Regions from separate parts of the Mus musculus genome. Here all the other regions are linked to region 3. Evidence: chromatin contacts called from public HiCAR-type and promoter capture Hi-C data. All regions are on one chromosome and are shown on one strand. The core of a region is the stretch at or near the end of the contact, and the rest is flanking DNA. Distances in the headings are between cores, read along the strand shown.

The links. Promoter capture Hi-C pulls out the DNA fragments that hold promoters and counts their contacts. HiCAR-type assays count read pairs that join an accessible place to other places.
Region 1: a contact with region 3 is called in a promoter capture Hi-C map of hippocampal neurons, with 9 times the contacts expected there. The contact joins the enhancer-like site here to the promoter of Slc6a15 in region 3. A contact is called at or near these places in 11 of 39 promoter capture datasets (3T3-L1-derived adipocytes, the C10 cell line, cranial neural crest and 7 more) and 4 of 115 datasets of contacts at active chromatin or transcription factors (astrocytes, embryonic forebrain, forebrain and 1 more).
Region 2: a contact with region 3 is called in a HiCAR-type map of astrocytes, with 11 times the contacts expected there. The contact joins the promoter of Mettl25 here to the promoter of Slc6a15 in region 3. A contact is called at or near these places in 6 of 39 promoter capture datasets (cranial neural crest, embryonic stem cells, liver and 2 more), 2 of 484 Hi-C or Micro-C datasets (LSK cells and uterus) and 6 of 115 datasets of contacts at active chromatin or transcription factors (astrocytes, cardiomyocytes, embryonic forebrain and 2 more).
Region 4: a promoter capture Hi-C map of second pharyngeal arch cranial neural crest shows a contact between it and region 3, with 6 times the contacts expected there. The contact joins the enhancer-like site here to the promoter of Slc6a15 in region 3. A contact is called at or near these places in 4 of 39 promoter capture datasets (cranial neural crest, hippocampal neurons, pre-B cells and 1 more) and 2 of 115 datasets of contacts at active chromatin or transcription factors (astrocytes and forebrain).
Region 5: a contact with region 3 is called in a promoter capture Hi-C map of hippocampal neurons, with 4 times the contacts expected there. The contact joins the promoter of 4930430F08Rik here to the promoter of Slc6a15 in region 3. A contact is called at or near these places in 2 of 39 promoter capture datasets (cranial neural crest and hippocampal neurons) and 1 of 115 datasets of contacts at active chromatin or transcription factors (astrocytes).
Region 6: a promoter capture Hi-C map of hippocampal neurons shows a contact between it and region 3, with 7 times the contacts expected there. The contact joins the enhancer-like site here to the promoter of Slc6a15 in region 3. A contact is called at or near these places in 10 of 39 promoter capture datasets (the C10 cell line, cranial neural crest, embryonic stem cells and 6 more) and 4 of 115 datasets of contacts at active chromatin or transcription factors (astrocytes, embryonic forebrain, neural tube and 1 more).
Region 7: a promoter capture Hi-C map of hippocampal neurons shows a contact between it and region 3, with 14 times the contacts expected there. The contact joins the promoter of Tmtc2 here to the promoter of Slc6a15 in region 3. A contact is called at or near these places in 11 of 39 promoter capture datasets (cranial neural crest, embryonic stem cells, frontonasal cranial neural crest and 7 more), 3 of 484 Hi-C or Micro-C datasets (LSK cells, cerebellar granule neurons and forebrain) and 5 of 115 datasets of contacts at active chromatin or transcription factors (embryonic forebrain, embryonic midbrain, embryonic stem cells and 1 more).

The regions. Positions count from the first base shown.
Region 1 is chr10:105,713,251-105,716,552 of GRCm38.p6, reverse strand. No RefSeq gene overlaps it. Among named protein-coding and RNA genes, the nearest start is that of Mettl25, 130 kb to the left of the region's middle. Within about 2 kb of position 1,727, at least 12 of the 459 cell types and tissues checked have an H3K27ac peak or open chromatin away from gene starts, as enhancers often do.
Region 2 is chr10:105,839,232-105,842,807 of GRCm38.p6, reverse strand. Mettl25 (methyltransferase like 25) reads left to right here and starts at 1,428. Exons shown (of 12, transcript NM_207522.2): 1 at 1,428-1,732. The coding sequence starts at 1,489. Ccdc59 (coiled-coil domain containing 59) reads right to left here and starts at 1,329. Exons shown (of 4, transcript NM_025602.3): 1 at 1,153-1,329; 2 at 1-266. The coding sequence starts at 1,306.
Region 3 is chr10:103,365,860-103,369,192 of GRCm38.p6, reverse strand. Slc6a15 (solute carrier family 6 (neurotransmitter transporter), member 15) reads right to left here and starts at 1,385. Exons shown (of 12, transcript NM_001358821.1): 1 at 1,040-1,385. 6430590A10Rik (a long non-coding RNA gene) reads left to right here. Exons shown (of 2, transcript XR_380754.3): 1 at 1-1,021; 2 at 1,733-2,004.
Region 4 is chr10:105,429,362-105,432,737 of GRCm38.p6, reverse strand. The region is part of intron 1 of Tmtc2 (transmembrane and tetratricopeptide repeat containing 2); the gene reads left to right. Among named protein-coding and RNA genes, the nearest start is that of Gm46241, 25 kb to the left of the region's middle. Within about 2 kb of position 1,552, at least 27 of the 459 cell types and tissues checked have an H3K27ac peak or open chromatin away from gene starts, as enhancers often do. A contact at or near this core is called in second pharyngeal arch cranial neural crest, where this site is marked.
Region 5 is chr10:100,587,443-100,590,874 of GRCm38.p6, reverse strand. 4930430F08Rik (RIKEN cDNA 4930430F08 gene) reads left to right here and starts at 1,616. Exons shown (of 7, transcript NM_175128.2): 1 at 1,616-1,848. The coding sequence starts at 1,759. It also overlaps a transcript of 1700017N19Rik not described here.
Region 6 is chr10:105,792,309-105,795,827 of GRCm38.p6, reverse strand. Mettl25 (methyltransferase like 25) reads left to right here. Exons shown (of 12, transcript NM_207522.2): 7 at 1,437-1,466; 8 at 2,415-2,488. Among named protein-coding and RNA genes, the nearest start is that of Mettl25, 47 kb to the left of the region's middle. Within about 2 kb of position 1,452, at least 9 of the 459 cell types and tissues checked have an H3K27ac peak or open chromatin away from gene starts, as enhancers often do. A contact at or near this core is called in neural tube, where this site is marked.
Region 7 is chr10:105,573,051-105,576,280 of GRCm38.p6, reverse strand. Tmtc2 (transmembrane and tetratricopeptide repeat containing 2) reads left to right here and starts at 1,802. Exons shown (of 12, transcript NM_177368.4): 1 at 1,802-2,614. The coding sequence starts at 2,532. It overlaps Gm15663 (predicted gene 15663), which reads right to left and starts at 1,730. Exons shown (of 3, transcript NR_038032.1): 1 at 594-1,730.

The sequences.
Region 1 (3,302 bases), core at 478-2,977, 2.3 Mb before region 3:
GATTTCTTGTTTTGACTGGCATTGCCTTCTGATAAATACCTCTTAGAGAGATGTGAGTGGAGCTTGAAGAAGTTTTGTAATTTAGGAATTTTAGTATTTTTTTTTAAAGGCATATGGCCTGTGGTGGAAAAAGAACTTATTTATGATGATTGAATGGTTTTGCAGTGAAAGAAAGAAACGTAAAGAGTCAACTTTTCTTTATCTGGTCATTTGAAAACCCACATTAAGGACACCTGCATTTAACTACACTCTGCCCTTCTGCCTGTCCATTTGGATATTAGTCTTAGCTGCTCCAACACTTTAAATTATCTAAGCCAGGCTTGGTGGCTCACACTGACAATCTCAGCACTCAGAAGTCTGAGGCAGGAGGATTGCCATGGGTTCAAGACCATCCAGAGCCACACAGGCAGGCCTTGTCTCAAGAAAGCAAAGCAAAACATGGACTAGATAAGTATTCTCTTGCCAAGAGTTGCAGACAACTTTCTGGAATGTTCAGCTCTAAGGGCACGGAAAGTGTGTCTTTATTTCCTTAATGAATATTTTTGCTCCTTATCTTGTTAGCCTGAAAGTCAATGTGTGCTTAAATTTTAATCTTCCAGAATTCAATGTTTGCAATGCTCTTATTCCCAGACTCTCTGCATGCTGTGCCAGGAGAATCCAAGTAGTTCCAGTCCTGTATTGAGGGATGGTTCATTTAGTAAAACAGCACGCTACAGGACTAAGGACCTTCCTTCAATCCCTACTACTCACGTAACACCACCAGGGTATGATGGTGCCCATGTGTGGTAGGCAGGCCTCTACACACACACACACACACACACACACACACACACACCTAGACTACAGAACAGAGAAGCTTGAGTATGCAGCTCAGTAGACTCCTTGCCTAGCATTCAAAGGACCTTGGTTTAATCCCCAATACTGGAAAAGTTTATTTTATTTTTTTTAAATTTTATATCATATGATAAATCAATCCGAATCCTGGAATGCTTAGGCTACAGAATATCCCCTCTTACTGCTCACTTATGGAATGCTTGGTTTTTTATTTACAAGCCATCACTTGTAAAAGTAAATCTCCATCAAGCTTGACTTCCTAAGGTTAAAAGATACTTGTAGTAAGATCTACCTTCGTTCCTCTTTTCAGGGCAGAAGGCCGGTCTATCACCCCAGGCATGGGTTATGCAGAAGTGCTCAACAGCACTCACCTTGAAAACTACAGTTCCAAGTATTACATTCGATAATCAAAATACATGTTTTATGAAATCTATACCAAATTTGCATTTTTGCCCTAAAAATAAAAGCTAAATTAACACAGACGGGAGTGAGATCAAAAATGCATTTCTTGAGCTAAAGGGCTTATTGAATGTAAAACTCAAATCTGCATTAAAACCAGCCAGGGCTGTTACTTCTCCTAAGCTTTTACTTCTTCGTTCTTCTTATGCAGGAAAGAAAAGAAATTGCTGAGTCAAATCGCCTTGGCTATACCTCATATGACCAGTAGAGGGCGTCATCTACCACAGTCTAACATTTCACAGGCGGAAAAAAGAAAAAGAAAAAAGAAAATCCCCAAAGACCCCGAACATTTGTTTGATTGGTTAATAAAATGCACAAAAGGGTCAGAAGTTTTCAATATGAAGCTTTCCTTTTGGAAGCTTTGCATAATTGAACCAATATTCAAGTCATAGGGAAAAAAGCATAAATAAAATAATGAATACAAGATGTTGGTGTACTAGAACTTCAAAAACCAGAATTTCTTAGAAATGGCATAAAAATTCTTCAAGTTGACTTAGTTAATACAAATCCTTTTTTATGTCAAAATGTTGGAAAGTGAACCTCAGACTGTTATCAGATCCCAACACAGTTACATTTGTGTATTTGTGAAACGGCTTTGTGGTCTCTTCATACCACTATGTGTTTGGAGCTCTTAAAAAAGTCTCAAATGTTTGTTTTTGCCCTGATTTACTCTGAGCCTTATGCTCCGTGTTATAACTTTTTTTTCCCGACTGCATTAGTTTTTAACTACACAGTTAGAGGTAAGTCAGCATAGGGCTAATGTGGTTTGTGGCTACCACAGTTTACAAAGCACAGTGAAGCTGTAGAACGGAATGATTGCTGTCCACTTTCCCCAAAGGAAGTTTAAAGCTTAAACCATTTTCTCTAAGCACAACTTAACTAACAAGTAAAAGTGGAGCTATATTTTGATGGTAGAATCTGTACTTTTCTTTTTTTTGTTTTTAATAATGAATAACACATCCTTTGCAAAGGGGAATAAGTTTATGGTTGGTAATGCCAGAAAGACCACCTTTTAATTCTTAGGTTTAAAATTTTTAATAGATGATATTTCTATTGTCGACACAGTAGTTCATGGGTGTAGTGATTTCTAATGTAATAAATATAAAAATAAAGAAAAGATTGAGGAAGATGGGCATTGTCTTTCTGCGTAGCCCAGGCTGGCCTCAAAGGCATGATTGTTTTCTGCCTAAATCTCCTGACTGCTGAGATATCTGGTACGTGCCTTACCCAGTGTTTTGACAAAATTGCCTTTCAAGGTCATGCACTACGCTCAAGCTGTGAGTAATGGCTGGCTGACAACTCTCTGTGCAAATTCAGGGACCCAGATTCTCCTTAGCTTATGCTGCCACCATCTCCTCTGTTTGACGTACTTTGCCCCACCCAATGGGAGGAGAGAGAGAGACAGAGAGAGAGAGAGAGACAGAGAGAGAGACAGAGAGAGAGAGAGAGACTTCCCATGGAACTGCCTTTTCCTGGTGATGGCACTTTTCCTTACGATTATCCACTGTAGAGAAACCTGCCATGGGTCTCATCAATTCTGGGGGGAAAAAATAGAGAGGCAAGCTCTAATGCAAGATCTTTTGCACAGCCCTGGCAACAAAATATCTGTCTATATCCTTCTAACCATATATAACATGGGCACTTTGTTTCAAGAAGGGCATACAGAGTAGCGAACAATAAATTCATTCACCTAAAACTCCAGAATCCCTTGGTGATGTCCAACCCTGATATTTCCTCTGTCCTACATCAGTATCATCCCCCCCCCCCCATCTTCTCACATCCTCCACTGTGTAACTTTATCCATTCACCATGGAAACAAGTATCTATTCACCGTGGAAACAAGTGTTGATCTCCCAGCCTTTGAACCCAGGTTTAGCCATATGGCTTCCTTTCACCACTGACAATGCTCGCAGGCATGGTATATACCGAAGCTCATTCTCTATCCTTACCATGAGAACAAGCTCATGCGGAGACTACAGAAAGAGAGGCAGATTTGAAGCAGAGCTGGT
Region 2 (3,576 bases), core at 179-2,678, 2.5 Mb before region 3:
TGGCGGTTCTTCAGAGGAAGTCTGCTCAGTGCTGCCCTCCTCTTCAGGCAAAGGCCGGTCAACCTGTTCTTCTGACAAAGCCAGGCCAGCCTTTCTTTGCTGTTTTCTGAGTCTTTCCTCTTCGGCCAGATAGAGGTGTTTCAGGTGCTCTGGGTAACGATCTGTGAACTGGGACTCCTGTGACGCTGGTGCCTCCTTCACCTTCCACAGCAATTTCTTGTAATTTTGCTGGATCTTCAGTTTTCTCCGAAATGCAAAACCTTGTCCTAACATTGAAGGATTTCAGTTACAATTACTTTAACAGAAAATGAAAACTAAATATTTTTTTCTTTTACTTTATATTCAAATGAGAGAATTACTTGGCTTTGCTTTAAAGATAAGGTTAGGCAACCATTTAATGGTACACTGAAGAGCAAGGTGGCCCTTTACCTAAATATAAGGGTAACAGCGAGTTGTCAGACATCACATTAAAAACTCTAAGTACAGTAAACTAAACTTTACTGCTCACCTTGAATTTAGACTCATATCCACAAATTACATTTTATTTAATCCACATACAATCTCACTTGGGTCTTCAGTAAACACTTAATAAATAAAGTAGAGTAGTCTAGTATTTTTCCCTTGGAGGATCTTACTAATCACTTATTTTCCAAAACACAACACAAAACAAAAGGGGGAGGTACTGTACAACTTTCTGAACACCTGTCGATTATTCTTAGATCGAACAAAAACCACTTAAGCATCTGACATGCAACGAGAGGCCTTCAAAGACAAGACATCGAATCGAATCTAAGGAAGGCAGCAGTATGAGACTGGAGGGCTACTGTGGTGTCTTTTGGTTATCAAAGCTTTGGGGCAGAGTATTTTAATGTAATATTGTATCTATATTACATACTTGCTGTAGTAGAGATGCAAGTATGTCTGGGTGCTTCTTAGCCAAGCGCACCTCTAGACGCCCCGTGTCTTCGCTTAGACCTGAGATCTGCGTTAAATCACTGAAGCTGACCGCACCGTCCGGTTCTCAGTCAAAGGACTGAGAAGCTCTCGGACTTGGCGAGCTTAGGAACGGCTTCCCCGATCTCAAGCCGGATCCCATCCTACTCCCTCGACTTCGGCGGGCCCGAGCGCTCCTCCACGGCTGTCCCTCCTTACCCTTGCGCACGCTCCCCCGGAAGGCTTGCTGGGGGTTCGGCCGCCAAGTCCTGCGCTTCCCATTCTGGTTTCCGAATCTGACCTGAGAGATCCCTTCCCCACGCGCCGCAAACCCTCCGGTCCGCCACTTGGAAGACGGCCGCGAAGGCGCCATCTTTTTCCACGGTGGGAGTTCCTGGAACGCCAGTGGACGCCGACCTAACACGTCACGAGGCGGAAGCAATCAATCGCCCAACCCGGCGCGTGCTCGGAGCTCGACTGCCTCAGCCTGAGCCGCTTCCGGCGGGGAAGAGAGGGGTCGCGCGGCCATGTTGGCGCCACCTGCAGCCCCGGAGGATGAGCGTCATGGCGGCGGCCTGCCCTCTGCCCAGGACCCCGGACCTGCCCACGCTGCACGACAAGTTACAGGGCTTGCTGAGCTTCCTCAGGGGCGCCCTGGCCATTTCCAGCGCGCACACGGTGGACTTCTACACCAAGTCGGTCTGGCAGGAGCTGGTCGACCTGCCCCCTGAGAGCGTGCTGGCGGCGCTGAGGGAGTCGGCGGTGGAGGCCGAGCCGCGCGAGGCAGAGACGGGATCAGGTGACTGGCGGGGCGGGCGGGGCGGGCGGGGCGGGGGCTGTCAGCGCGCCCCCTGGTGGAACTCGGCGGAAGTGGCAGGGACTTGAAGGATGCTGTTACCTAGGAGATGAATTGGAGGGAGCTGAATAGCGAGGATGGATGGAGACGGGCGGGGTCCCCTCTGGGTTCTAATCTGGGTGTTGGTCAAGTTCCACAACTTAAAGTAGTCAACCCGGGGAAGAGGCGTTCCTTCATTTATTGATTCAACAATTTAGTTTTGAAAACATCTAAAGGCTGTGTGATGATCAATACAAAGTAGAAGTGGACTTGGGGGACCAATAAGAGCCAGTTCCTACTCGGCACAAGGTATCGTGGATTAGGATGGTGATAGTGAAAGCTTTGAGTGCTCGCTAGTTAATTTGAAAACACACCTTTAATTCCCAGCACTTGGGAGGCGGAAGCGGAGGCAGGCAGATTTCTGAGTTCGAGGCCTGCCTGGTCTACACAGAGAAACCCAGTCTCGGGGAAAAAAAGAAGAAGAAGAAGAAGAAAACTGTATTTTCAATATCAGTTATGCACCCTGGTGTTTTCTAGGCTCTGGAGTTTGATACCCGCAAGAAACTTAGATTCTACCAACTTAGATTCTATTCTGGAAATAGAGGAACAGGAACAGTAGCAGCTACTGGAATTGCTTGTGCTTTGCTTCCAGGTGTTCCAGATGTTGTCAGCATTAGTGAACTTACTTAATCACTGAAGCAGCCTGTAAATGCAAAGTGCCCCGGGGGCGGAGGTAGGGGCCATGGAGGGGGGGGGGTTATAATGGTAGAACTTAAGACACATTGGTTCTTGGGCAATAGTTCCTGGTTGTTGGAAAGTTAGACACCCTTTCAGTTTGCTCCCATAGTATTCTGCGTTGATAACCTGGTACATAAACTTGTAGAAAGCAGGAACCGTATTTGCCTTAACCAGGATTCCAACGTGTGGGAAACTATTTGGCATACATTAAGTACTCTATAAAATATTTGTTGAAAAAAAGTGACTCTTGTTGGCTTTCAAAAAGAAAAAAAAAACGAAGAAAATACAAGAAAACAAAACTTTTAAGTGCAGAGCAAACCTTTGTTTAACTTTGTCTCTTCCTGATGGGCTATTACCTTATATATACTAATAGCTTGATTCATTGGTGCCTATTGTATGTTCTGCAGTTTGCTTTTGCTAAAAGTTTTTTTTTCCTGTTTCCTCTGTGTGTGTGTGTGTGTGTGTGTGCAAAAGTCTGAGTACCAATTCAGAGACTAGACTCTGGACGTGATAACTTTTTGAGTTTTATGAATTCCCAGCTGTTTTTTGAGCTGACTTATTGGAAGCAGTCCTTCGGATTTTGTCATCTAGTTCTGTGAAGAGACAGCATGGTGCGATGCAGGCAGACATGGCTGGAGAAGGAGCTAAATAAGGGCCTTACATCTTTTCTTTTTTCTTTAAGATTTTTTTTTTCTTTTCCTGATTACACTGTAGCTGTCTTCAGACACACCAGAAGAGGGCTTGGACCCCATTATAGATGCTTGTGAGTCACCATGTGGGGACTGGGAGTTGAACTCAGAACTTGTGGAAGAGCTCTTAACCGCTGAGCCATCTCTCCAGCACTGAGGGCCTACGTCTTGATCCTCAGGCTGCGTGACGAGACTCTGCCGTTAGGCCTCGGGTGAGCTGCTGAGACTCAGAGTCCACCCACGAGTGACACAACCTCCAGCAACCAAGTCCCAACTACTTCAACAGAGTCAAGTCTAGTAATGCCACTCCCTGTAGGCAAGCATTGGAAGACATGATCTGTGACGCCTTTCCTGTTCAATCTACCACAAGCTCTTTCTAAA
Region 3 (3,333 bases), core at 136-2,635:
GGAAGCAAGAACTCGATTGCTTCTTAGTTATGCTAATGAGCACATTCAGTGACATTTCTTGGCCGAAGGGAAAAGAACGCCCACCCTTGGAGACTTTAAAAGCGGGTGGGTCTCCCTTTGCACCGGCAAGTGCACCTCTAAGATTCTGATTCTTTCCTCGGCTGGAAGTTAAAAGTGCAGCGCTTTCGTTTCAGTGTGCTATATTCTATTTCTGCGCTATCTCACCGAGACCAGCCAAGCGGATCAACTACGTAGAAGGCAGAAGGATGCCTAGTCCCTCTCCATTCGTTCCTTAAGATCTCTGTGCCACCATCCTTTCCTCCTCCTTCTCTGTCACCCATTTCGTTTCCAGGAGGCGCAGAGAAGCTCCAAACTGAGCTTTCTCCAGCAGCCACGTGCCGAGAGTAGACCTAAAGGTCGGTTTTCGGACAGTCCATTTCATAGGATGTCTCAAGCGGGAGAGAATCAAATCCGGGTCACGTGAATACACTGCCTTGATAGTCTGTGTTGCTGTTGCAAATGATTCACAAGCCCTCAAGAAGGAAGGCTGGCTGTCCTCCAGCCTCACCGCCCACTCGTAGGAATATTGTAACCCAATTTTTCCCCAGGAGCGCATCTCTGCCCTGAAAGCAACTTTCCTCTCGGACTTGCCCGGTTGAACCCCGCCCTTCAAACCCCCAACTTGATTTGGAAAGCAGCCGGTCTCCACGGATGCACTAGGCAGTTTCCACCTAGGTTACGAAGGATGGCGGCACGTTTCGAACCACGTGCTTCTCCCCACAAGTGCCGCTTCGGACTCCCACCACCAGAACCCCAGTTTGCACAGGTGCAGGAGACAGAGCCAGAGGATAGCCCCCAGAAACCAGCGTTACCTTTCCACGCTTCCCACCGCCGTTCCTCCTCCCATCCCAGGATCCAGCCTGAGTCTGGAGCTCCATCCAAGCATCTTTCTTGGCGCCCGACTCCTCCAGGGTGGCTGAATGGAGAGCCCCACCCTACCCCCGGCGGTGCTCCAGCACCAGTAAGAGACATTAATTACCTCTGGTGCTTCTTGAGCTAGCACCTCTTACAGCTTCCAGGTTCCTAGGTCGAAAAAGGGTCGGATCCAGCAGATGGTGCGGGAGGCCGCAGAGGAGCTGTCTGGAGAACAGAAACAGCTTGCCAAGGGCAGGATTGGTTTCGGGAGTCGCTGTCCTGCAAGCTGGCACGGAGAAACTCGTGAGCGCCTGTGTCTGCCTGGAATATTGCACGGGATGCTGGCGTGTGGTTCCTGGGGCGCCTGTGAATGTATGTATGTATGTATGTGTGCGTGCGTGTTATGTGAATGTGTGTATGTGCATGTCTGTGTGTGTGCGTGCGTGTGTGTATGTGTGTATGTGCTTGTGTGTATGTGTGTGTGTGTGTATGAGTGAGGGTGTGACGGAGGCTCCCACGTGCCCAACCAGCTAGTGCTGCGTCCCCCCGACAGGCTGCGGGGGAGAGGGGGTGGCTGCGGGCGGGGACACGGCGCCAAGGATCGAGCCAGGTCTGCAGGCTGGGAGCCGCCTCTCCCATCACCCATGACGCAGAGTCCACTGCGGCTGCCCGCTGCGTCCTCCCAGCGCACAGAGCTAGGCCCGCGGCGGGATATTGGGTGGATCTGGGGAAGCCCCACGTAGAGCCAACAAAACAAGTTGGACAACCCCTCCCCAACACCTCCGCCATTCTAACGTCTGTCTTCTAACCCACTCAGCTAAAAGGCAACGCTAACAACTGCAATTGTCCTGTTCTGCCACTTTGCTGGAATCTGTAAGAAGTCTAGCCAGAGGTAAAGGATTCTGGGCTTTCTGCCTCTCCAGCCCCCCATACCATCTATTTACATATTTTGTGAAAGAAAAGCTTTGGATCTTTGCTTCTCAGCTGAGTCCCGACAGCCTCAAGGATCCCAGCGAGGTTGTGTAAAGTGGTATTAGGGAACTAATCCTCACTTTAGGTCTGTGCCTATGTAGCAGATTCTCCTTCAAAGGATCTCTACCAGCTAAAGACTGACTTACCTCTTCCAATAGTCAAAGCATGCTTTCAACTAAGCCACGTGGAGAATCCTTAAACTATGCATGGATGAACACAAAGCTTTGCCTCTGTAAAAATAACTGAACTCCTCCTTAAGCAGGACAAGACATAAAATTTATGATCGTTGACACTTGAAATTTTTCAAGGAAATGCAAAAGGAACCTAGAACATATTACAGGAGGATGGGTTTCATTCTTCAGCGAGGTACATTTCATCATTTTTAAGATAATTAACATGTCAATAAACGTTATCGTTTGTAGGCCTTCCAAGGACTCTCTCAAGTTTTCTTTTTGGACATCAAGAACAAGCCATTATTAGGGACATCACTATATATTTTGTGACAGTTGGCTGGTTACATGCTTTTAGAGTAGAATTCAGTTATCAGTGGAGTCATGTAAGTAAGGGATGTAAACTTCAGTGTGTAGAGTTCCCAAGGAAAATATTCTTAGGTTTTAATGGCTTGTATCCAATTAAGATTAACTTTAGTAGTGAAGCCACTGTTGGAGATGTTCTCATAAAGTGAGGAATATCTTTCAAAGGAATCACAAGAACCTAGATTTCAGGTAAGAACATTGCCACTAATCCTTTTCAAAGAACCGAGAGATTTTTCCACCAGCCTGTCTTCAAATTCACTTAAAAAAAAAAATTAAATGTCAAAGTTAATCCCTGGGGTGCCTCTTTTCTATCACTGATGTTGCTTTTTCATTAAAAAATAAAACGAAGACATCTACAAGAAGCTTTTAGTGACGATCTTAGGTCATAATGTGGTTCTTCCCTCACATACTAGAGGCAAGCAAATGTTTGCTTACACATACACATACATTGCTCTATAGGTTGAGACTGGAATCTTCATACTGCAGGGTAAGCAATTTCAGAAAATGGAAAGCACTGTCCTCTAAAAACAAGATTAAATTTACCTGTGCAGGGAAAGTGATATGTTTGCTTCTGAGACTATGTTTCTTGGGACATATACACACTTAAAGTTCACATCCCTAAGACTATTCTACTGGTAATTAAACTCTACTAGAAATACATGTAATAAGCCAAATGTTATAAAATATATTTTGATGTCCCTAATAATGACTTGTTCTTGATGTCCATAAAGAAAACTTTGAGAAAGTAACTGAAATACTGAGCTTTAGGCTAAGTACCTGGGGGTTGTACCATATTTTCCTTAATCTCTTCAACTAATTAATATATTGAATTTTCTTAATTCAGGGAGTTATGACATTGGGCATTTGGGGGAGGGGAGAATTCAAACGTTACATAGCTAGTTAAAAATTA
Region 4 (3,376 bases), core at 303-2,802, 2.1 Mb before region 3:
CGATTTGCTAACCTAGTCATCCCCCACCCCTTTCTTCCATTCTCATCTACTTTTAAAGCCTAGGCATTCTCTGCAAGTTCGCCACCCCTCCATTTGTATATGTGACTCATACTTACCTCAGCAATCATTAGTCATGTGTAGCGGTTCTGTTGTGGTACCTGGTATTTAGATAGCTGCACTAGTATGAGCATTGTAATTGGTAAATAGCTACCTCTTTCCTCAACTCAATTTCCTGAGCCTAGCGCAAGCAAGCCTGTACAAACCTAGCTCCCATTCTCTTTAAGTTTTGAATATCAATTCTGGTTCTATCACTTTATGTGAGAGATGATGTTTTTGTGCCTCACACTTCATTATCTTTTTTTTTTTTTGACTATAGGAGTTGCATTCTGGAAGAAAGATTAGAAAGAAGAAGTTGATGTTATTTTAATGGGATGTTTTGAAGTTGTTATTTAAAAAGTTATATGGCTTTCAGTCAATAGTAAAGTCAATAGATACAAAGTGCTCAGTGGCCAAAGCCCCTTCCGCTCCACACAGCTTTCCAGCGTGCTGCCCTAACTTAACATCATTTAGACATTTTAGTCAGTACCAATAGTTGCAAAAGAAATGGACCAAAGGGAATTGAGCAAAGCTTGTGTTCCTTTATTGTGCAGTGTTTTACTTATAGATTAGCCTTAAGTCATCTTTTTTTAGAAATCATGAATTATGAATGGAAATGGCGAATGCCCTTTCACGTACAAGGTGCTCCTGTGTAGAGACTCTGGTATAGTAGAAACAGCTCTGTGACAACCAGTCTAGTGATGGGATTTTCCACCTCTGCTACGTCCTATGCAGTCTTGTCAGAGATGTCTCATCTTTTGTCCCTGAAATTATGTGAAAAAATATTAGTGATACTATAGGATATATATCATATATATATATATGTATACATACATATATATATATATATACATATATATATATATATACAGACACACACACACATACACACATGGGTATAGATATCTTTATATCTATACATGTATCTACATATACATGTATCTGTATATCTATGTATATGTAGATATATGTATAGATATAGAGATATCTATATCCATATCTATATCCATATCCATACATAGGAGATATATAAATATATTCTGGATATACCTATAGATACATAAATAGTTATATATATGTATTAATATCCATATATATAGGAGATATATAGATATATCCTAGATATATTTATAAATACATATAGTTATCTCTATATCTATACATATATCTACATATACATCATTATGTCTTCTATGTATATACATATGCATAAAACACATATACTTTGAAGACTAAAAAGGTCTACACTCCCACTAGTATATGGTCCTTCCTCAGTTTTCTACTTATAATCTCTTTTGGGTCCAGATGTGATTTCAGGACAAAGCCTGGCTGGCACAAACAGTGCTGACTATATTGTGGTGACCAAATTGGTGTCATGTCATCACCAGTCCCTCGACAACCATGGCTTTGTTATTCTGGTGCTGAATTACTCTCCCACAATCCTTTCTTCCCTCACAATCATAATCAGTGTGAAAACAGCCTCTGTCCCCAAGTAGTCATCCATGGACTTAATGTTGATAATGAGCCCCTTGTTTTGCTGGAAACTCAGGCTTTTGTTGAGTGTGCTTCCTACCAAACTGATCATTTTCAGCATGTGGAGCCCATTAGGCCACGCTGGAGCTGGCTTCACTGTTCAATTTGCTAACACTGCATCTGTTCCTATCCTGATGATAACACCTGGATCAGTTTAGAAGTTGTGTAGGAGTTTAAGAGACGGTGTAGTTAATTTCTAAAACAACTGTTGGTCTTTAGATGTGTGAACCCCGTGGTCTTTCACATTCCAGACGAACTCATTGCCTTTTGGGCACGTTTATACCTGCGTGTGCTTTCTGAGTGTGAAATAGAAAACACGTGTCTCCTCCGCGGTCTTTATTTTCACTTAAACTCTTCTGCAGGGTGACACTGGGGAGGTTGTTACTGTTCTTTTTCTTTTCCTTTCGGGTGACAAGGAAGATGCCTTAATATTTAACCTCTGTAACCTGTCGCGAATGTTCACGGAAATGCAGTGCTGACAGATGACTTTGTTCCCTGCTTTGTCAAAACGCATGTGTACTCGCCGTCCAAGCCATTTCTGATACTGTAAGGAAGCCATTGATTCTGCTTGGAAGCTGTGAAGTGGACAGGCATTAAAAATTAAAGAAAGGCTATTCAGTTACTAAGACTACATGCCTTATCTCCGTGGCTCACTAAAAGCCTGGTGCCAGTTCACTGAAGCTGTGATAAATGACCTTTCCCAATGACCTCTGTGCCTTTTAAAGACAGCACAGTTTGGAGTTCCTGTTTAAAGTGCTAAATGCGCTTGGGATGTTGTACAGTATTACTCCCATTAGGAACATTGAATATAACCTCAGGATACCCTCAGAGAGGAAACAATTAGAAAACAAGGCTGAGAAACCAAGTGAGTCTCTCTGCTTTGTTGTCTTCCCCAAGTTAACTGTTAGTTGTTACCTGTTAAAAATATCCATTTCTCTCTGCATAAAATGACCATGACCATAGTAGAGGTGATGACACTGCCCTTTAGGTCAAAGATCTCTTTGTGATCTTAAACTTTTTTTTGGGTCGCAGTCTAAGCCATCATGATCATAGCCCGCATGTTTGGGTTTAGCTCACATGGCAAATGTAAAAAGATCCCTAACGAATATTATTTTGATCTGCAGCTTTTACTTGCAAGTATGGCAGAGTTTTAATGTGTATTATCTGTCTTTCCAGTGTACTCAAATGTACTGTCTTTGAAAATAAGTGTCTTCTGTGATTTGAAAGGCTTGAACTAATTATTTTTCTGTCTCATACAAAGAAATTACAAGATTTGAATTTATACCTAAAATATCAGTGTTTATAGAGTACAATATCATGTTTCACATGAAATGATGATCTTAGTCTAAGAGGTAGTGCAATAACTGCCATTCTTATGGTGAAGCTGCTACCGAGAATCACCTACTCAGGATGCGACATCCAAACACTGTGACTTTCTCTTTTTTGTGTGTGTCTTTTTGATCATCTCACTTAACTTTTTAGTCCTCTATCCTGGCCGAGGTAGATGGCTGTAGATACCATTTCTGGATTCTTAGATTAGCTTATGGGTTTAACTTGTGGTCAATCCAGAGGCAGTTTAGCACAGGTTCACTAGGGAAAAAAATGACCAAAGGTGTTATATGAGTGTGCTAAGAGAATAATAAATGATATCAGCAACTGAAAGCAGTCTGTACATGTACTGACATTTCAGAAATGTGGCGCTCTTTTTGTTGAAGAGAGACTGCAACAAAGTTGAGTTTGGCCTTGA
Region 5 (3,432 bases), core at 367-2,866, 2.8 Mb after region 3:
GAAATTCTGTCTTATGCTGGTCAGGATAGATTCACATGGAGTTTCTTCTTGGTGTGTGCTAGCTTAATAACATATCAGAGAAGAAGAAGAAAAAAAAGTCTTTTTCAATTTATTCTGTAGCACTCCTCTAAGGGCAGGGGTGGGTGGGGCTCTACCAGCTCTGTATGGGAATCAGGGGAAGCTAAAGGCTGGCATCCATTAGACTAGAAGCACAGTTTACATCTATAACCTGATCTTGTGATGTTTTCCTGCTGTGGACTCTTCTGTTCCTGTTGGAAACCTTTCTCCAGGCATTTAAGAAGCCAAAATATAGCTGTTGGTCCTTCCAGAGAGAGACTTAGAGCAAGTGGAATGTTTTTGGAAGATTATCTTTTCTAAGAAATGGCAGAATGTTGGATCTAGAATATTCTGTGGCAGTTTGGGAAATGACAGTTGAGAGCTTTCAAAGGTCATTTAATTGTCTGAAACCTACAAGATGGGCTGTTGCTTAGGATTCCTCTAGAGCCTCAAAGAAGGTACCAACACTTGACTTTAAAAGGCTAAAACGTTTCTAGTTTCAATACAACCCAGCCAGAAACTTGTAACTTGTAGGTCCTCTCTCCCTACACCAACCCCTTTGTTTTGTGTAAAATTGTGTGTGTTTAGGTATATTTCCCTCCCTCCCTCCCTCCCTCCCTCCCTCCCTCCCTCCTTCCCTCCCGAGTCAGTAAACACAAAACTGTAAACTTGTTTTTAAGAACATTTTATTCTTTGAGAGTCCCCTGACATATACATGCTTTCAAGTGAGACAAGGTTATTTGATTTTTTTTTTCAAGAACTAAGTAAGTAAAACGCTAGGCAGTAGGATACCTGCTGATTAAACATTTATAAAAATATTAATTGGAATTATAAAACAATTGTGGAAACATAAATTGGCTTCTTCAATTACCTAAGATAGTAAGGGCAAAAATCTCCCTGTGATTTCAGGTTTTAATGAGATAGGTCTACTACTAGAATATATTTTTTATTCAAGCATCAATTTTATTATTTCCTTGTAATGTCCTTTTAGACAGTAAGTCAAATGAAGCTGTTTCAAGTCTTTTGTTGGATTCCCAAGAAAAACTCGACAGAGATTTTTGTTATTTCTATGTTTTTGAACTTGTTTAATTTTTACTCTCATTGGAAAGGTTATCAAAAAACAAACTGTACACTGCGTGGTGATTAATTCAAACAAATTCAGTTTTGTTCATTGTAAGGTTTGTTTGTTTGAATGTTTTTCCTGGGAAGTCAGTTTTTCTGTCAGAACATTAGGGAATGTCTGAAAGTATTTTCTAAACTTCTCTGGGTTTCCAATCCCTTACATTTGATAGAAAATAAGCAGGTAAGAGAGTTTCATTAGAAACATGCTAAAATGCATCCTAAAGTGATTTATTACTTATAACTTAACATTAATTCCCGAAAACATCATCGATACTAAGTAGTGGCCAAGTATACAACATCGGGTAACGGTTCTTTTATTTTTATTTTTAATTGGACATCAAAACACAGGGGAATCACGCATGTGGAGGCGCATGCTCTGTAGCCTCGCGGTCGCACTACAATTCCCAGAATGCACCGCGACTAGGCGGTCGCTTCCGGTAGTGAGTCCCCGCCTCTCTCCGGAGTGGACCTTGGTGGTGCAGTTAGGATCTTCTGGCTGGTGTTTGGATTCTAGCTCATTTCTGCAGACTTCCTCCGCCCGGGGCCCAGCGCAGTGGAGACAGGTTGCGCGTGGGCAACATGAAGCGCCTGGGCTCGGTGCAGCGGAAGATGCCGTGTGTGTTTGTGACGGAGGTGAAAGCTGAGCCTTCAGCCAAGCGGGAGCATCAGGTACCCGGCGGCGAGTGCTGCTGGGCGGCTCCTCCAGTGCTGCGCTGCTGCCCCGGAGCCCAGCACGTTTTACCCGGGAGGTCTGGGTGAAGTTCCCATTTCCCCTGACCTCCAGCTTCTTGTATCTTCTTAGTTGCAAGGAGTGTGGGAGAGTCCTTTGTAAATTGTATCCTCCCCGATCAGGTGATTCAAACGTGTTCTGGCAGATTTGAAAACCTACTTGGTCATCTTCCCTTAACAGCACTGGAATAATGAGATATCATGGTAGTCTAACATGGAACTACTGTCAAAAGTCTGATGAGAAGGCATTGTTTACCTGTTGTGTGCTAGGCACCTATGGCATTGCTGACAGCTAGCCTAACTAGGTCACGCAAATCAGACCTCGTGTAATTTCTTGCTTAATTTGAGTTCTCATCCGAAGGTGTACTAGTCGTATTGCTACGTGTTTTACACATAGTGAGCCTTTAGTGAAAGTAAGAGAATGAATATATAGATAGCTTATATCAGTATGGTTCTTTGATATGTAGCAGTTCTTAACTTCTCACTCAGGATCTGCATGTGCATCTGAAGTGACTTTTCAACATTACCGCTGAACCTTTGGCCCTCTGGTCTTTTTATTTTTTTATTTTTTGTAATTAGCGTACAAAGAGGTTTCCTCGTGTCATTTTCTTAATAATTTAGGTTGTCCCCTCTCCCCTTCAACAAACTTCACAAGCTCCCTGTAATCTCCAAATCTCCAGCTCGCTCCCCCACCCCCCACTCCCGCTACCATTTTGGTGCTCTATCACTCTCCCATCACCTTTAGAGCCTGACTCTTAACACAGATGAACAGATAAACTCTGGGCTGGGGCAATATGGGAGACTCCATTAGAGGGGGGCTTCTTCTCTGACCTTGTTGGGGAATTCTAAGCCCTCACATAGCCTGCAGCCTCAATTAGCACACAGGACCATTCTCTTTCTAATGGAAAGAACAGCACTTGAGATTCCTTAAAAGCTTCTTCCCTAATGAGGCATTTTGGTAACCTAAACCCTCAGCCAATGAATGACCTTTCTGCCCATCCCACCCTCAGACACTCAAAACATAAGCCTTGAATCACCCAAAGTAATATGCCTCCTGATAGTTGGTCGCCGTGTGGGTATTCACAGTATACATTCACAGGGCTTCCGAATCCTCTTGCACCCACTACGCGACCTCTGCCATCTCTGTTCGCTTGTGGACCATATTGGTCTCTGATCCAAGAGACTGGGGAGACCCACAGGTTAGTAGCTCAGGATAAACCCCAGAGTATTGCACATGCTAGATGAGAAATGCTTCCCCGTGCCCGTTGAGCTCCATCCCTGTCCTGTAAGATGCTCTGTGACTTGAAGGTCTTATGCAGATCATCATGTAAGACCATCACAGCTGACATGCTGACCAGAGATGACATGCTAAGAGAAGAGAAATGTGATGTTTGATCATGTTGTTGAGGAGATCAGTCATGAAAAGGGTGCATTCATGAAGCATTTTGACTTTGGCTTTTTAAAGAAATTGTCAATTTTAGGAACTGCTGGTTTTGTTTTGTTTTGGAGGAACATTGAAAGGAA
Region 6 (3,519 bases), core at 203-2,702, 2.4 Mb before region 3:
ATCCTGATCAGGCCAGTGACCTTGTGTGTACGGATAAGCTGCGCTTACACAAGATAGTCTGTACAGTTCATTTTCATTCTAAATGTGTTTGTTTCAGCTATAGCTGAAGACCTATTATGGAAACCTAGACACCTGAAGCAAAACAGAGAGATTTAAAATATTAGTAGCAAGCTTACGCAGCTCAATTATACTTTATCTGTCCTCTGTTTGGAGTGTTTCTAATTAAAATTTTAAAACAAAATTTTAGTTAAATACTTAACATCCAATAAATGTGGAAATGCATGTCTAAGAAATGAAAAGTTTTATAAAGGCTTATTCCATATATAAATTATATGGTAAATATCATATATATTCAATATGATTATTAAAAGAATTAGGGTATGTTTTTATAAAATATCTGAGTTCTTAAGTACAAATGTAAAATCAATAATATAGATTTGTAGAAGTGTGCTGTAGTGCTGTATTAATTATCTTTGTGTCACTGTGACTGTAATCCCTAACAGTAACAATGTAAGAAAGCTTTCTTTTGGCTCACAGTTTCAGGGGGTCTCAGTCCATTGTGGCAGGGACGGCAGAGTGAGGCAGCCCAATTCATGTTAGTGAGGGCATAGTGTTCACACCACTGCACATCTGGACGCAGAGCCACCATGACTCTCCAGAGACTGGGTGTAACCTTCAAACATCCATTAATAGTATTAATCCCCCCCCCCCCCCGCTGACTGTCGCTGACATGGTCTACAGCCTCCCAAAATAACGCCAGCAAGCATTCAGAACACATATTGACACTGCACACTTCTAGCAAGTTCCATTTCTTCTGACACTAGACAGATGAAAATGTGCTTTAAATTCATATAACGTGCAGGTTATATTTTTCCCCTAAAATACTCTTCTACCTACAATCTGTTCATGCTTTCTTGGGAAAGATGAAATTAACAGATCAAGGGGGAAGCTTTCTGGTAGAATACCTGCTTAGTTAAGAATAAGAACCTGGGTTTAATTCCCAATGCTGGAGGAAAACTTAGGAAAAAAACGGAATTGCATGTCCCATAAAGTGTAAGATATCACAAAGAAGTTTACAAATCCATCTATGAGTGTGCCATACATAAGAGCAACTTTGGATTTAATTACCTAATCATACTAAACACCAGCTAGACTCTGCCATTTCCTGCTAATGCCTCCTACAATTCAGAATGTATAATCAGAATATGAATGTGTTCTTATATATGACACATTTCCATTATAAATTAGTCCTAATTTATACAAGGGTATGAGGTAACATTCTTTAACAATATTAATGCTTTAACTATGTAAACTTCTGTGTTATTACGTAATTAATCTTTTTGATTGTCACTGTGTAAATCCTTGTCGAGTATATTTACAAGTCTCCTAAGACTCAATGTGTCAGCAGACTTTGTCTTGTTTCTTTCTTCTTTCAGGCATTGCAGCGGGTTGCAGTTGGCCAAGGGGTAAGTGAAAGTGTTTAACGTAGCTAACGAACGAATGTGGTTTTTCTCAAGCCCTCTTCAGACCTGACCTGCTGTTGAACTTGAAACCTGGTGGATTTTAATAAATAACACCTCCTCTTGTCATCGCTGCACATTCAAGTGTATACATGCGCCGTGTGTTTAAAGTAATGTGAACTCTCAGCATGATACGTGAAGGTTTGAGGAAAATTTACCCTTTGCCCTCGTCCTATGTGTCACACACAAAATACATGTGTCAGGGGGTACACACTCTTGTTTTTTCCTCATGTAAAATACACTGTCAGTGTTAGGTGGATTGATTACTTGTGAAAAAAGAGAAGTCAGTTCTGACACATCTAGTTCATTCCTAGGCCAGCCAAGCACAGGCAGCGTAGGAAATGTTGACTGTCTTCCCCTCCCTCCCATCTGGACTCCACAAGATCGAGTAGACGAGTTATTCCAAGAATGAGCACTGGAAGGGACTGGTAACTCCCTTCATTTCTCTTGAGAAACGACTGTAAAGCTTTATTTGCTCATGATAGATAACCTTGGGAATAATAGTTGGTTTTGTCCTGTTTGTTTTTCTTTGTGAACTTTATTTATGTATATTACCTTGTTTAAAATGCAAATGCATCTCATACAGTCTGTCGTTACTACTCTTTTATTTTTTATAAAATATCCATTTATTTACAAAGTATCTTTTTATAATATATGTATATATTATCTTAATGTAAAGGAGAAATTGTCATCTACTCTGTAGCTGTGCCAAGAAAAAGTGAAGAACTTTGTAAGCAATTTATAACTAACGATATTTCAAACGAGTAAATCTACCAAAATACTTGGCATTTCCGTAGGTCAGGCTTGTAATGCTTACTAGACCCCCAAGTCTCTACTGTTAATTTTGTTTCTGAGTTTCATTTATTTTTATGCACATATCTGCATTTTTTTCAGCTGCCTACTGAATCACTCTTCTATCGTGCTGTTCTTCAGAATATTATTAAGGATTATTATGGCATCAGCAAATGGTATGAGAATTTTATTTTGTCATTTTTGCTGGGACCCAGAGATAGATAGTTTACCTATAACTTGAAATACCTTTGGTTCAATAGCAAGCAACCAAACAATGAGTATATAAATAAAATACCTGTGTTATATTTTTAGATGAGTAGGGATTTTTTTAATATTTAGGTTAGTTTAGAAAAAATAAATTATAAATAGTTTAGTTTGTTTATTCTTTGAAAAAAACATTTTGGAGAGAGAGCATTGAGTTTATTAATGCTTAATAAAGGATAATCAGTGTGGCACAGAGTTGGCCCAAGCAGAGAGGAGCAAGAGTGTCCCTAACCTTAGGTACATTTCAGCCCCTGCAGCGGTGGAATGATAGTGCCAGCCTCGCGTTTTCCACAAGCAAGGATGTGACTGAAAGTCAAGCAAACGGCACAGTGTCTGGCAGTTGGAAGTGAGGAGATAGATGCTGGTCCTTCCATTAGTAAAAGCTTGTTCTATTAATATTAAAGGGCTTGGATAATCCTTCCAGTGTTGCTTTATAACTAAAGCAGATTTTTCCATTTCCCTTCATGGTGACACACACTGACACTCAGATATTACATGAGAGTCCATCAGAAACCCAAGAAATCCATGATTCAGCTGTTCTCAAACCAAGGTATTGTGTGGCCAAACAGAAAGACTTTTGAAGGCAAATACCTGGGTTTACAGGCTTCCATTGAGTGGATTTTAAAATGGACAGGGCATCTTGTGATGTGGCTGAGCTCCTGGGACCACAGAGCAGAAAGATGCAGTGAGGAGAAGTAGGGCCTGGAGGGTAAAGGGTGGGCTCTTCACTGTCGGGGAAGATGGTGCAGTGACTTGTGAACATACTCAACCCTTTGTCTTCCTTCTCCTATACCCATGATTTGCCACTTCCCCCTTTCCCCACGTCAAGGTTAATTTGTATTGCCCAAATCATCTTGGATGTGTGTCCATACAGTGGAGTGTAGTTGACTAGCCAGACAGGGACTACACTAACTAAACTAAACTAACTAACTAACTAGCACGT
Region 7 (3,230 bases), core at 553-3,052, 2.2 Mb before region 3:
AGCAAGACCATTTACAAGGCCATCAGATTAGTTTGTGCAGGAGATACTAACGCTCTGTGGATGTGATGGGTGTATTTTGGTGATGGCTCGGACTAAGAGTGGAACAGTGTGGGTGTAATGGTATGTATTTTAGAGAGGAATGTCTAAGTATTAGTTAAGAAGTAAAAGGATGACGTTGGAAATCATAACAGCTAACTTATTGCACTTACCAGTCCCCCTCTGGATGCTTTATTTACATGGAAACTCACCCAACCAAAGTAGTATTTATAAGTGAGGGGTGAAGGAGGTGATTGGCCCCAACTTACTCAAATAATTAATAGCTGAGTTGATACTCAAATCTAGGTATCTGACTTAAGTATTTATTCTTCCCCCAGTGCCCCAGGATCCAATATCAATACATAAGCTCAGAAGAAGGTCAGAGAGGATCCGAATGGAGCAACTGGTATGATTTTTAAAAAAACTTTAAAAAATACATTATACCGGGGAGCACTGAAGAACAAGAATCACCATCTTCAATATATTATTTGAGAACTTCCTACGTGCTCATAATATTTTGATCAAATCACAATTTGCCTGTTGGAGGTTGAACACACATTTGTCAGTTTCCAAACGATTTCTTTGTGAAGTCAGACATCCTTATTCTGCAGGCGTTCAAACTTTTCAGATCGCTGCCACATACCCAGGGAGTCCACTTTCCTTATTATCTTTGAAGAGCTTGCTGGTTAGGTGCAAAAGGGGAAGTTGGAAGTCAGCCCTGCAAGGACGTGTTTTCTGTGCCCTGTAGCTTCCCCACAGCAGGGGGCGCTGCAGTCGTGTTCATCATAGTCCAAGGGAGCGACCAGGGCAGTCAGAAAGGGAACCAGGCAGGAAGGGGGTGTGGCAGACAGCTCTCGGATCTCTTTGGTCATGCAACTTTAGTACCCAGCGCTCCTTCTGCCCAGACCATTCTTCTGCACCGTATTTCATCATGTTGGATGCCTTCCATCCAGTCTTGCATCCGGGCGGAAAGGAAAGGGCATTAGCTTTCCGCTCTGCTGGGTTTAAGGATGCCGTTGTAGAGGGTTGCATTAGCGTGGTCTCTTCTATAGTCTCAGAGTCAGCTTGACAGTCCTGAACCACTAAAGACACCCATCCCCACGCAATTTCTGAGGAACGCGTGGGTGTTTCTTACCTTCTTGCCTCTCCTCTTTCATTTCCTGGATCCCTTTTCATGATCTTACTGCGGGGCACGCGTCTTTCCACTAATATTAATGTCGACCGTCACGGCGTGGCCTCGGAAAACTCTCTCCTAAACGCTGCTTCCCTGGCTCTTCAACAGGCCCTTCCATCCCAATTCAGCTCACGCATCGCGCGCGCGCGGGGCAATAGATCCTTAGTGTCAACCGAGGTTGCCAGCGCTCTGCAAACCTGTTCTACCTCTCCGCGTCCCGAGAAGTCTCTCCAGCTGACCAGTCTTTTGCCTGACAGCTCTTGGCACTAGACGTTTGGCTTGCGATCTAGAGCGTGCAAAGCGCCTCCCCGCAGCACTGGGCAAACCATTGACTCCTCCTGTCGCCTCTCTCCTCCATCTCCCAGAGCCCAGGGCACACTCTAGCTATCGTTTTGGGCAATCTTCCAAAAGTCATCTTTGTCCTGGGCTTTGGGGGAGGCTTTCCAGAGTCAAAAAGAAGGTGAAGGAAGATGAAGAAGAGAGTGGGGCCAGAGTACCAGGCTGGAGCAGCTAGAAGAGTGGGCGGAGCCTCCAGCCAGTGGGGGTAGACAGGGAGGAGTCTGCGGGGAGGATCTGGGTGGAGAAAGGGGCCGGGCTAGCTTAGGGTGGTGGGCTGGCCACGCAGGCGCGTGGGGCCGCGACGAGAACCCCACGCGGGAGCTTTTGGAGTCCCCAGTCGCCGCTTCTCACTTCACTGGAGAGGGGTCCGGGAGGGAACCAATAAAGAGTGAATGTGCCGCAGCCGCGGTGGCGGCCGAGTTGCTGCGAACGGCCCCGGAGTCGTGCGCCCGGGAGGCGGCGAAGGGAGGCGGTTCGCCTCGTCCCTCCCACCCGCCCCTTTCTCTCTCGGTCTCTCTCTCTGTCTCTCCTTTCCTCCCGCTGGTCCCAGATCCTCGCTCTGTCCAGCCCTTTGGTCCCCCCTCTTGCACTCTTCTATCTCCGCAGTCCTTTACCTTAGGGCGTCCCAAAGTGCCATGGGTTAGGGTGGGGACCGCGAGCCGCGGGAAAAGGACAAGCCCCGATTCTCCGCCGGGGGGCGTGAAGCCGATCGCCGCTTGCCTCTCGCGGTTGTCGGGTATGGGGAGAGCGGTGTGAGCCCGCAACCCCCGGAGCACGCAGGAACAGCGGAGCCCGGCGCCCCGAGGAGGAGCCCGGGATCGGAAGAAGGAGAGGAGGGAGGACGAGGAGGCGGGCGGGGAAGCCGGGGAAAAGTGCAGCCAAGGAGGAGAAGGCGGCGGAAGGTGGGGATTGATGCTTCTGTTTTTTGTTGCCGCTGCTGCGCTCGCGCTGGGAGCCAAGCCGGAGGGAAGGCGGTGGAGAGATGATTGCAGAGTTGGTGAGCAGCGCTCTGGGGCTCGCCTTGTATCTCAACACCCTGAGTGCTGATTTCTGCTACGATGACAGGTAAGTGGGTGAGAGAAAGGGGCAATGGCTGCGGTGCGACGGGGGTGGGGTGGGGGCTCCTCGGTGGCTCTGGTACTGCTTGCTGTCAGGCTGAAGCGCGTCTTGGGGGCGGGGTTGGGGGGACAGGTATCTGCACCTGAAGGTTTAGGCGACACGGAAACCGTAACACCTAAAGCAAACAGCCGGGACGGACGCAGGCGCGCTGGGCGGGCCGAACGAGTTTCCGCTCCTACTTTGCAGCAGGTTCTTGCTTGCTTCTTGCTGGTTGGCAGGCGCTTAAGTTTCTTTGCGGAAATCCAGGCAATTTGGAAGACTGTTTAATGAACCCACGTTAAACAAACAACCAGCCAAAGTAAAAATTCCAATAACAATCCTTGGTATACCTTGGTGCAAAAAAAAAAAAAAAAAAAAAAAAAAAAAAAAGAAAGAAAGAAAGAAAGAAAGAAAGAAAAAGCATATTAAGCGATTTTACGTGTGGGCTGGAAGGAAGCACCTCTGCACCCCTAGAAGATCCTCCCCGTGTGGTTTCCTTTTATTGATAGGACACTGATTTCTCGAAGTTAAACGCACATATGACAGTTGCCAAATAGAGGAAAGAGCGCGCGTACTCTGAGTC